3 separate regions of the Mus musculus genome follow, and regions 1 and 2 are each linked to region 3. Evidence: chromatin contacts called from public HiChIP or PLAC-seq and promoter capture Hi-C data. All regions are on one chromosome and are shown on one strand. Each heading gives the region's core, a stretch centred on a gene start, on an enhancer-like site or on the middle of the called end of the contact. The rest is flanking DNA. Distances are from core to core; before and after follow the strand shown.

The links. Promoter capture Hi-C pulls out the DNA fragments that hold promoters and counts their contacts. HiChIP or PLAC-seq counts read pairs in DNA pulled down with a chosen protein or histone mark.
Region 1: a contact with region 3 is called in an H3K4me3 HiChIP or PLAC-seq map of embryonic forebrain, with 4 times the contacts expected there. The contact joins the promoter of Kcnh7 here to the promoter of Ifih1 in region 3. A contact is called at or near these places in 1 of 484 Hi-C or Micro-C datasets (the HL-1 cell line) and 2 of 115 datasets of contacts at active chromatin or transcription factors (embryonic forebrain and forebrain).
Region 2: a promoter capture Hi-C map of hippocampal neurons shows a contact between it and region 3, with 2.2 times the contacts expected there. The contact joins the promoter of Slc4a10 here to the promoter of Ifih1 in region 3. A contact is called at or near these places in 3 of 39 promoter capture datasets (embryonic stem cells and hippocampal neurons), 1 of 15 datasets of contacts at CTCF or cohesin (large pre-B cells), 1 of 484 Hi-C or Micro-C datasets (cerebral cortex) and 3 of 115 datasets of contacts at active chromatin or transcription factors (astrocytes, forebrain and large pre-B cells).

What each region holds. Positions count from the first base shown.
Region 1 is chr2:63,183,011-63,185,710 of GRCm38.p6, reverse strand. Kcnh7 (potassium voltage-gated channel, subfamily H (eag-related), member 7) reads left to right here and starts at 1,424. Exons shown (of 16, transcript NM_133207.2): 1 at 1,424-1,709. The coding sequence starts at 1,634. Gm34110 (a long non-coding RNA gene) reads right to left here and starts at 2,008. Exons shown (of 3, transcript XR_866371.2): 1 at 1,409-2,008.
Region 2 is chr2:62,045,177-62,047,876 of GRCm38.p6, reverse strand. Slc4a10 (solute carrier family 4, sodium bicarbonate cotransporter-like, member 10) reads right to left here and starts at 1,362. Exons shown (of 26, transcript NM_033552.3): 1 at 1,185-1,362. The coding sequence starts at 1,232.
Region 3 is chr2:62,644,992-62,647,691 of GRCm38.p6, reverse strand. Ifih1 (interferon induced with helicase C domain 1) reads left to right here and starts at 1,437. Exons shown (of 16, transcript NM_027835.3): 1 at 1,437-2,214. The coding sequence starts at 1,762.

The DNA.
Region 1 (2,700 bases), core at 175-2,674, 540 kb before region 3:
CGACCCTCATCCATGCAGCTATATGTCCTTATGAAAGTCTGTGGGCCTTTATTGACAGCCAGAAACAAGAGATTTGTCTAAGTTCTCTTTTGCAGATTGAAATGGTGACCGAAAATACTTACAAAAAGGGGCGTGGATAGAGCTATTAAAGCTGACTACATAAATGAAGGGAGAGAAGTAAGAGGAGAGGAGAAGAAACCTGGAAAAATCTACTTTGAAAAGATGTTTCCTTAGCACAGCTTGCCTTAAGTCTCCAGGAACATATGAACCAAACAAAGTGCATGTATAATCAGGAAGAGATTCCCACATGGGAAGCCTCTGTGAAGCTAAAAGGAAGAGGTCTCAATGTTTCCCTTGGAACTCTGTCTTATGCAAGTACTCCCTTAGCAAAGGTGAGAAAACAGAAGGAATTTGGCTACTGGGTTTAGGAGGTAATTAACAAGGGAGGTCACTTGAAGGCAGGGAACTCCTAGCCCCACCCACCTTTTGTTCCTTCTCCCAGGCGCTCAGCCTCACCCTTTTCAAACTCTGGGCTTGTTTTGTACCATTTGCTTACACAATCTTTGGCCTTAACATCGTTCTGTCAACCTCTAGCACAAGGGAGACCCAGTCACCCTCATCATTGCAACTCCTCTGGGACTCCCTTGGGGAAACCCGGTATGCTCAGCGGTGCTTTGGATAGTCCTGGCTTTATTCAGAGACCACCCCTGAGGGTGTCAGGGTCAGAGCTGAACCCTGAAATTGTACCTGCACTCTTAGGTGGCTCATCTTCGATCTTCAGCATCCCGAGCGCCAGCAGAGCCTAGAAGCACTCATTAAAGGGCTGGGCTGGCTTCCCACCTGTCTTTTCTTTGCAACTGAGGGCGTGTTAGCTACCATAGTGTGAATCCCTTAAGGATGGAGCCCTGTGGCTAGTGGCCATGGAGATCACCTTCCCAGAGTAGCTGTTTTATCACTGAGTTTGGGAGATTTCTTGGCTGCCTTCCGATAAGGCACGCTTGAGTAACCCGAGCTCTGGCGGCGCCCAAGCTCCCAGGATAAAGGCTGTGTGTGTGTGTGTGTGTGTGTGTGTGTGTGTGTGTGTGTGTGTGTAGGGGGAGAGGGCGGGGACAGTAACGTCAACCCCCACCCTGCCTCCTTTTCTTTTTTCCCTTCCTGCAAAAGGCGCACAAGTCTTCCACCCTACCCCACCCCCGCCCACCAGCAATCCTTGGGGCTCTGGGCAACAGCCAGGTTAAGCCCATTTGCACTGAGAAATTGGCGCTGTTTGGGAGAAGAGAAACAGATCGATTGCCCTTGTGACTCCCCGCCCCGCCACCCCAGCCCAGCCCGCCCCCCGCGTTCCTCGGCCCTCCTCCGCCACCTCCCGCACCCCGCCTCCTCCCCTCCCCGCCCCCAAGCCTCTCACTCGACGCAGGCCGGTGCGAGGCCCCCTCCGGAAGGTGAGCGGGATGGATTGGACTTCGGCGGAGAACGCGGGTGTCTCGAAGTGGTGCTAATGGGAAGAGATTTCTGCTCCCCAAAGAAGATGCGCTGCCACAAAGAGCGGCTTGCGCGCCGGCCTGGGCTCTAGCCCGGGAGACATCCCGGGAGAACTCTGAGCTCGGAGCGCTCGGCGAAGACCCGGGGCAACATGCCTGTTCGCAGGGGGCATGTGGCACCGCAAAACACCTTCCTGGGGACCATCATACGGAAATTTGAAGGGCAGAGTAAGTTCGTTTGTTCTCTCCCTGTCGCTCGCTTTCTGCTTTGGTAGAGCACTTGGCGTCCGTCACTTCCAAGCTAGAGGGATGGACAACTCCAGGTTGTCAAGTTAGAGGCTGGGAAAGCCAGGCAGGCAGTTCAGATGGCAGCGGGGGTGTTCTAATATTAATTTGGATTTACATTTTATATTATGGACTCCATTGTACAAGGCAATTTGATCCTCCTCTCCCACTGCTCCATTATCTGCCTTGCTACTTCATGCCCTACTAGTCTACTACCTTAAAGGGAACGTGCTGGTAAAACATGGGCTTGTATTCTAAAGCTTTTTCTGTGGCAGACTTTGTAAAGTCAGGAGCAGAACCGACTATAGGCTGGAAACAAGAACATGTAAATGGTAGTGGCGATGCCAACAGCTATGCAAACTGTTTTCTGCTGGTAAACTGCTGGGCTGTGGAATGTCAAGGATGCTGTTTGCTTGATGTTAGTTGGCTCTTAAAACTGAACTTTGTACGGAAACTGAAAATAGACGCAAAAGAATAATTTGGTGAGCAGTGGACTGGTTTGAGTGCAAGCAGCTCACTACTGAAAAACCGTATTTGTGTCTCTTTGTCGCTCCCTAAATATAAGGTGTAGAAATTTAAAAATTGAAGGGCAGTCTGTAAATCCCACAGAGATTGAATGTAGAAAAAAAATTTCTGTACTCATGTAAGCAAGCCACCAGGAATTATTTTCTATAAATATAATAATTTAAAATCCTGTAGTTATCCATTTGTATTCTGCACTAAATCTACCTCAGCGTGCATTTATGTTGCATACATTATATGTTTCTCCAGTACTGCACTTAGTGATGTGAAGATCTGGTACCTGTGAACAACATTAACTTCTCTATTCTGTTCCATATTCTTTATGGAAATAGCAAATATAACTTGTTATCACACCTAATGTGACTTGAATTAAAATATCTATTACATAAAATTATAGCTTGTTCCAAACAGA
Region 2 (2,700 bases), core at 113-2,612, 600 kb after region 3:
CAGCTGATGCAGGAAGCAAACCGGGATCTTTTTTTGCGGCATTAGAACCCGGCTGCAGCCTAAGGCCCTAAATCAGCGGCCCAGAAATTGCTCTATCCTTCTACGGAATCACATAACTGTGTATTAGAAAGATGAGAACGGATTTGGAAAAGGACAGTTTACAGCGGTCCTAGTCTGCAAGGTGGGTCACAACCGAAGAGCTTCTCTCTTACATGGTTTGGTGCTGCGGAGATTTCTGCTGTTCTGAGCAATGATCACGCTGATAGAAAGCTAGGAGCTAACGTTTGGCATCTCCGCTTCACCATGTATATACTGACCTCCTCCCACCCCTCACCCACGCCTCCCTTGAGCTGCCCCAGACTAAAAGGGATGCTGCCTTAAGTCAAAGTCTGTGCGCCAGACAGAGGGATTGTGTAGAAGACAGGCAAATCAATCACACCAAATATTAAATCAAGCAGGCGGCTAACGGACCCAGCGATAAACAAATGGGCTAATGTCAAATGACAGTTCAGGAACCTTTCAGATACTCATATGTGAATAGTATGCCTGTCTCCAAAAGCGCATACCTTCCACATACACGAACTGTGGCACACGTCCATTTGAGAAAGAACTGACAGACCACACACACTCACACACACACACACACACACACACACACACACACACACACACACACACACACGACCCTTTTCCCGTTTTCTGCTGAGATCAAATCTCTAGAGCTTCAAAACAGCAGCAGATTCCCTCACCTCACTGCCTGAGGATGGAGCACAGGAAGAAATGTATTAAGGGCTAAATAGGATAAGGGGGTTTGGGGGTTCTTTGCAGGAGCTTGAGTCAGCACTGCAAATCTTCGGAAACAGAAAGATAAGCAATAGCAGGCAGAGAGAAAGACACATAACTGTCCCTGCTGCTAAACCCTAGCCATTTCTTCAAACAGCAACAAATATGAGACATTTCATCACCATGCTGCATCCATATTGAGGAGGGAAAAAAAAAAAAAAAAGCATGTGCTCTGCTTTAAGCATTTTGGTCTCCGGAGATGGGAGGAGACCCTGTCCATATGCTGTGGGAGCTATCCACCACCCCAAAAGTACACTCTGCCAGCACCTAGCAGCGTACCACTTGCCTGACAGGTTCAGCAGCAAAGCGGTTAATCTATTTGACAGCAGGTTGTCTCTTACCGTAGGCAGCAGCGGCTCCATTTGGGCTCCCTGGTCTTTAATCTCCATGTTCTGTAACACCTCTGGAAAAAAAGCACCTTGCTCTGCAGTGTCTTCAGTGTCTTCCACTCAGCCGGGCACTCGCTCTGCTTAGTATTCGGATCAGGTAGCTCTGAAGCAGGAGGCAACTGCACACTCCAACTCACCAGAGTCACATGGCTCCTACTCACTCGGGCTGCTGGCCAGGTTTTGCACTGATTGCCTTGAATCCTTGGGCCGGTAAGAGAGATCCCCAAGCCCTGAATCACTGCCCACACCTGGATACTTGTATAAAGTACAGACGATGATGCTACAAGTCCAAAGGGCAGTGAGAATTTTGCCTGAGATGATAACTTCTTAAACAAATGAGTTCATGCTGGCCTCTAACCAGTTCAGTCTGATTTTGACACCTTAAGACACTCACTGCATTCCAGAATCCAATAGGAAATAATAGTTCAAATATGGTGATGTCAATGCAAAGTCTAAATAGGAGTTCTCTTACCTACTATCATTTAGTATGATATTTGAGGTAATATGACTTCAAAATTAGAATGTCAGTGAGCTTGAACCATTCACTAACTTAAAAATGTAAGTGGTAAAATAGACATTTACTATGTTTAAATTGTGAGAAACTGGCAAGTCATACACTATTAAAAAGGATTTTTTTCTAAAATTTGTCTCTCAAAACAGACAGGAATGGAAAATATTCTGACAATAGCAATAGCAATGACTAAAATATATTAAAGGTCAATTAAAAGGTGGCAAATCTGATCAGTAGCTTAGGCATATATTCCTTGCCTTAACTAGTTAAGTAATTCATGGAAGGAGAGGAGTCAAAGAACACCATTAGAAAAAAGACATTGGCGATGGTCTACACACACATTCTTTAAATAATTATGGAATTCATTTTGCATACATATTTCTTGAAATTAATTATGGGATCTGTCTTCTGAATGTGCAGTCAACCCCAGGGCTTCAGATATGCTAGGCAAATATTTACCGCTGAGCTGTATGTCCATCTCTTAGGTCTTTGAGAGAGGGTCTCAGTAAGAAGCAAAGAGTAGCCTTGAAATGGTTATCGTCCTGTCTCTTAGTCTTAAATGTTGAGATTATAGGGGGCGGCCAAAACAGTTCCTGGTTGTATCTATTTTAAGTAATGAAATCCATCTATCCCTGGACCTCAGACTAAGAATATAAAAGTTTAAAGTATATAAAAATAAAAATCTCTTAGGAGCTAAAAGAGGATGGCTATAATTTATTATAAACTTAAAAAGCCACCAGATTTTATAATCCTTAATGGTGGGAATTTACATAAAATAATATTAATAATACACTAAAGTTTATATATCTCTTATTGTAGATGGAATTATGGATAACTTTTTCATCTTCAATACAATTCTTAAAATAAGTTTTTATTGCTTTCTGGGAAACTACTAGTTTTTATACTGTAATGTTAAGAGTAACAGTTTTGTTCATAGGACATTTAGATTATACAATG
Region 3 (2,700 bases), core at 188-2,687:
ATAACAAAATATTAGGGTTTTATGAGGAAACAGAAGGGGAAAGCCTGCAAGGCCAAGTATGCTTCCAATCACTTGGGCGACTTCACCTGTGTGTTTGACAAAGTCCTGCCTCTGTGTTCAGCCCAGAACGCCCATTCCAGGCAGGAATCAGCATGACTTGGTACTCCTAAAACGTTTTACAGAGTGCAGCTTACAATCGTTTAGAGTGGATCTCAGGTTTGTAATCGTAACTAGAGACTAACAGGAGGGCATGGCATAAAGTGCTGCTCTGGTTATTTTGAACGCTGTCACGAGGTTCATGAAAATCTTGCAGCTCTCCTACTGTTTTCAAAGAATCCCAGGCCTCCCTGGCCTCCCCAGATTTCAGTGAATATCTCCTCTAAAAGATTAATTTTTCTAAACGTGACTATCTGATAGCTTCTATTCTCCATAGGATTCTGGGCCAGGAAGTTCTTTTCAAAGTGTTAATGTTCCTCCATAGCTGGTGGTCTAGTTGCCTGCTTGGGGGACGGCAACCTACAGACTCTCTTTTATGCTCTTTCTGTACTGAAACAAAGCTGCTGTCTTTATTTCTCACTCTGAACGCCTCTTTTCTCCCTCCCATGACATAGACAAATGGTAATGTTTACTCCAAGGCAGTGCATTAGTTGCTAATTAAGTTACTAGATGCTTCAGCCAAAACGTGTTGTAATCAGTCCAAGAAAAGAATGGCAGCTATATAAAAAATAAGTTGTTGAGGGTTTTGTATTGTTGTTTTGTTTTTGTTTTATTGTAAGAGAGTTGTCTACTAGAGAATACAGGGACCTTGCATACTGGGAGTTAGGAAGCCTTCAGTCTTGGCTTCCTCCTAAACTCAGTTGGTGGCTAAAGTCAGCATGCATCTGTCATTAGGCAGGCCCCGGTCAAAGCTGAATAAATATTACACCGCCAAACAAAGCATGAGAAAATAAAGCTGTTGAGAGTAGTTCACTTTTTCATACTTAAGCCCCCGTTCTTGGAGGAACAAATTAGTTTTTGGGACCCCACTGGGCGGGAAGTTTATGGTAGGATGGATGCAGAAACGCCCCCTGGAGGTCTGGAACCTCTCTTTGTCTGCCCCACCCCCACCCCCACCCCTTGATCCCCACAAATGAGAATAACTCAATTTTCACATCAAGGCTTAGGGGCAATTCTTCCTTTCCCCCAAGACCTTCCTCGCCCTCTCCCTATTAACTGACAAGTGAGTACAGTCTTCTAAGCGGCACCCAGCGGTGAAGACAAAAGTATCCTTAAATAAAATAGTGCAGAGTACCGCTTGCTTTCTCAACACAAGGAAGAATTCGCGTTCCCTTTCCTGTTTCTCACTTTCTCACGGTGCTCTTGACCAAAGTCCTCACCTAACCCGCCGCTTCCACAGGCCTCCTCCACCCTCACGAAACTTATTCTCTGGCCCGGAAGTTGACGTTAGGAAAGTCTGGAGAAGAGAATCGAAACAGAAACCGATCTGTGGGTGGAAGGCAATACTTAAAGCTCCCTGAGGGTGAACGTCCCAGCGGCCGCAGAGCGAGAGCGGTCCCGGGTCTGTGCCCACCAGTTGCAGCGCTGTCCTGGCTCGTCTGCCCCCTGCCGGGTGCCACCGATCGATCCGGTGCTCGGAGGCTACTTGGTACCTGCGGCTCTCAGGCAGTTCAGGCGGGGACACATTCACTGCCACCTGAGGATCGTCCTCCCGCCCGCCCCGCCCGCCCGGGAGACTCCTCTCCCATTTCCTGAGACCTCACGATGTCGATTGTCTGTTCTGCAGAGGACAGCTTCAGGAATCTCATCTTATTCTTCAGGCCCAGGCTGAAAATGTACATTCAGGTGGAGCCAGTGCTGGACCACCTCATCTTTCTGTCTGCAGAAACCAAAGAGCAGATTCTTAAAAAGATCAACACCTGTGGTAACACCAGCGCGGCAGAACTGCTGCTGAGCACCTTGGAGCAGGGACAATGGCCTCTGGGATGGACGCAGATGTTCGTGGAGGCCCTAGAGCACAGTGGCAATCCCCTAGCCGCGCGCTATGTCAAACCCACACTCACTGATCTGCCCTCTCCTTCCTCTGAGACTGCCCATGACGAGTGTCTCCACTTGCTGACCCTCCTCCAGCCCACTTTGGTGGACAAACTTCTGATTAACGATGTCTTGGACACTTGCTTCGAGAAGGGACTATTGACAGTCGAAGACAGAAATCGGGTAGGTGTCAATGTAGTCGGAGACAGGTTTCTGGAAGATTTTGGGAAGCAGGAAGCAGGGTTGCTTGTACATTTTTTCCCTAGAGGGCGGCTTTTGACTTCTGTCAGCGCAACCTCCCCATCTTGTATAATTGTTCAAAATAACCCACAGGGAGTCCATTTAACAGATGAGAAAAACAAGGTAAGTTAAACAATTCATTCTTGGTCTCCCAGGAAGAACAGAAGCGGCCTTGCCATCATTATGATTAATCAATTCCAGGTGATACTGAATTTTATGATTTAGTTTTACCTATTCCTCAGTATGTCAGCCAGTAAGCTATGGCCCACCCGCTGCATCTAGCCTTCTATTCGTATTTTAAGAACCAGAAACTAAGAATGTTCTTTAGCTGTCTGATTTTTCAATTGTAAGTGTTGATAAAGTTTTATTGGAACTCTCGTCCTTAGTGCTTATTATATACTTTTTTATAGTTGCCTTTTCACGGTTGGG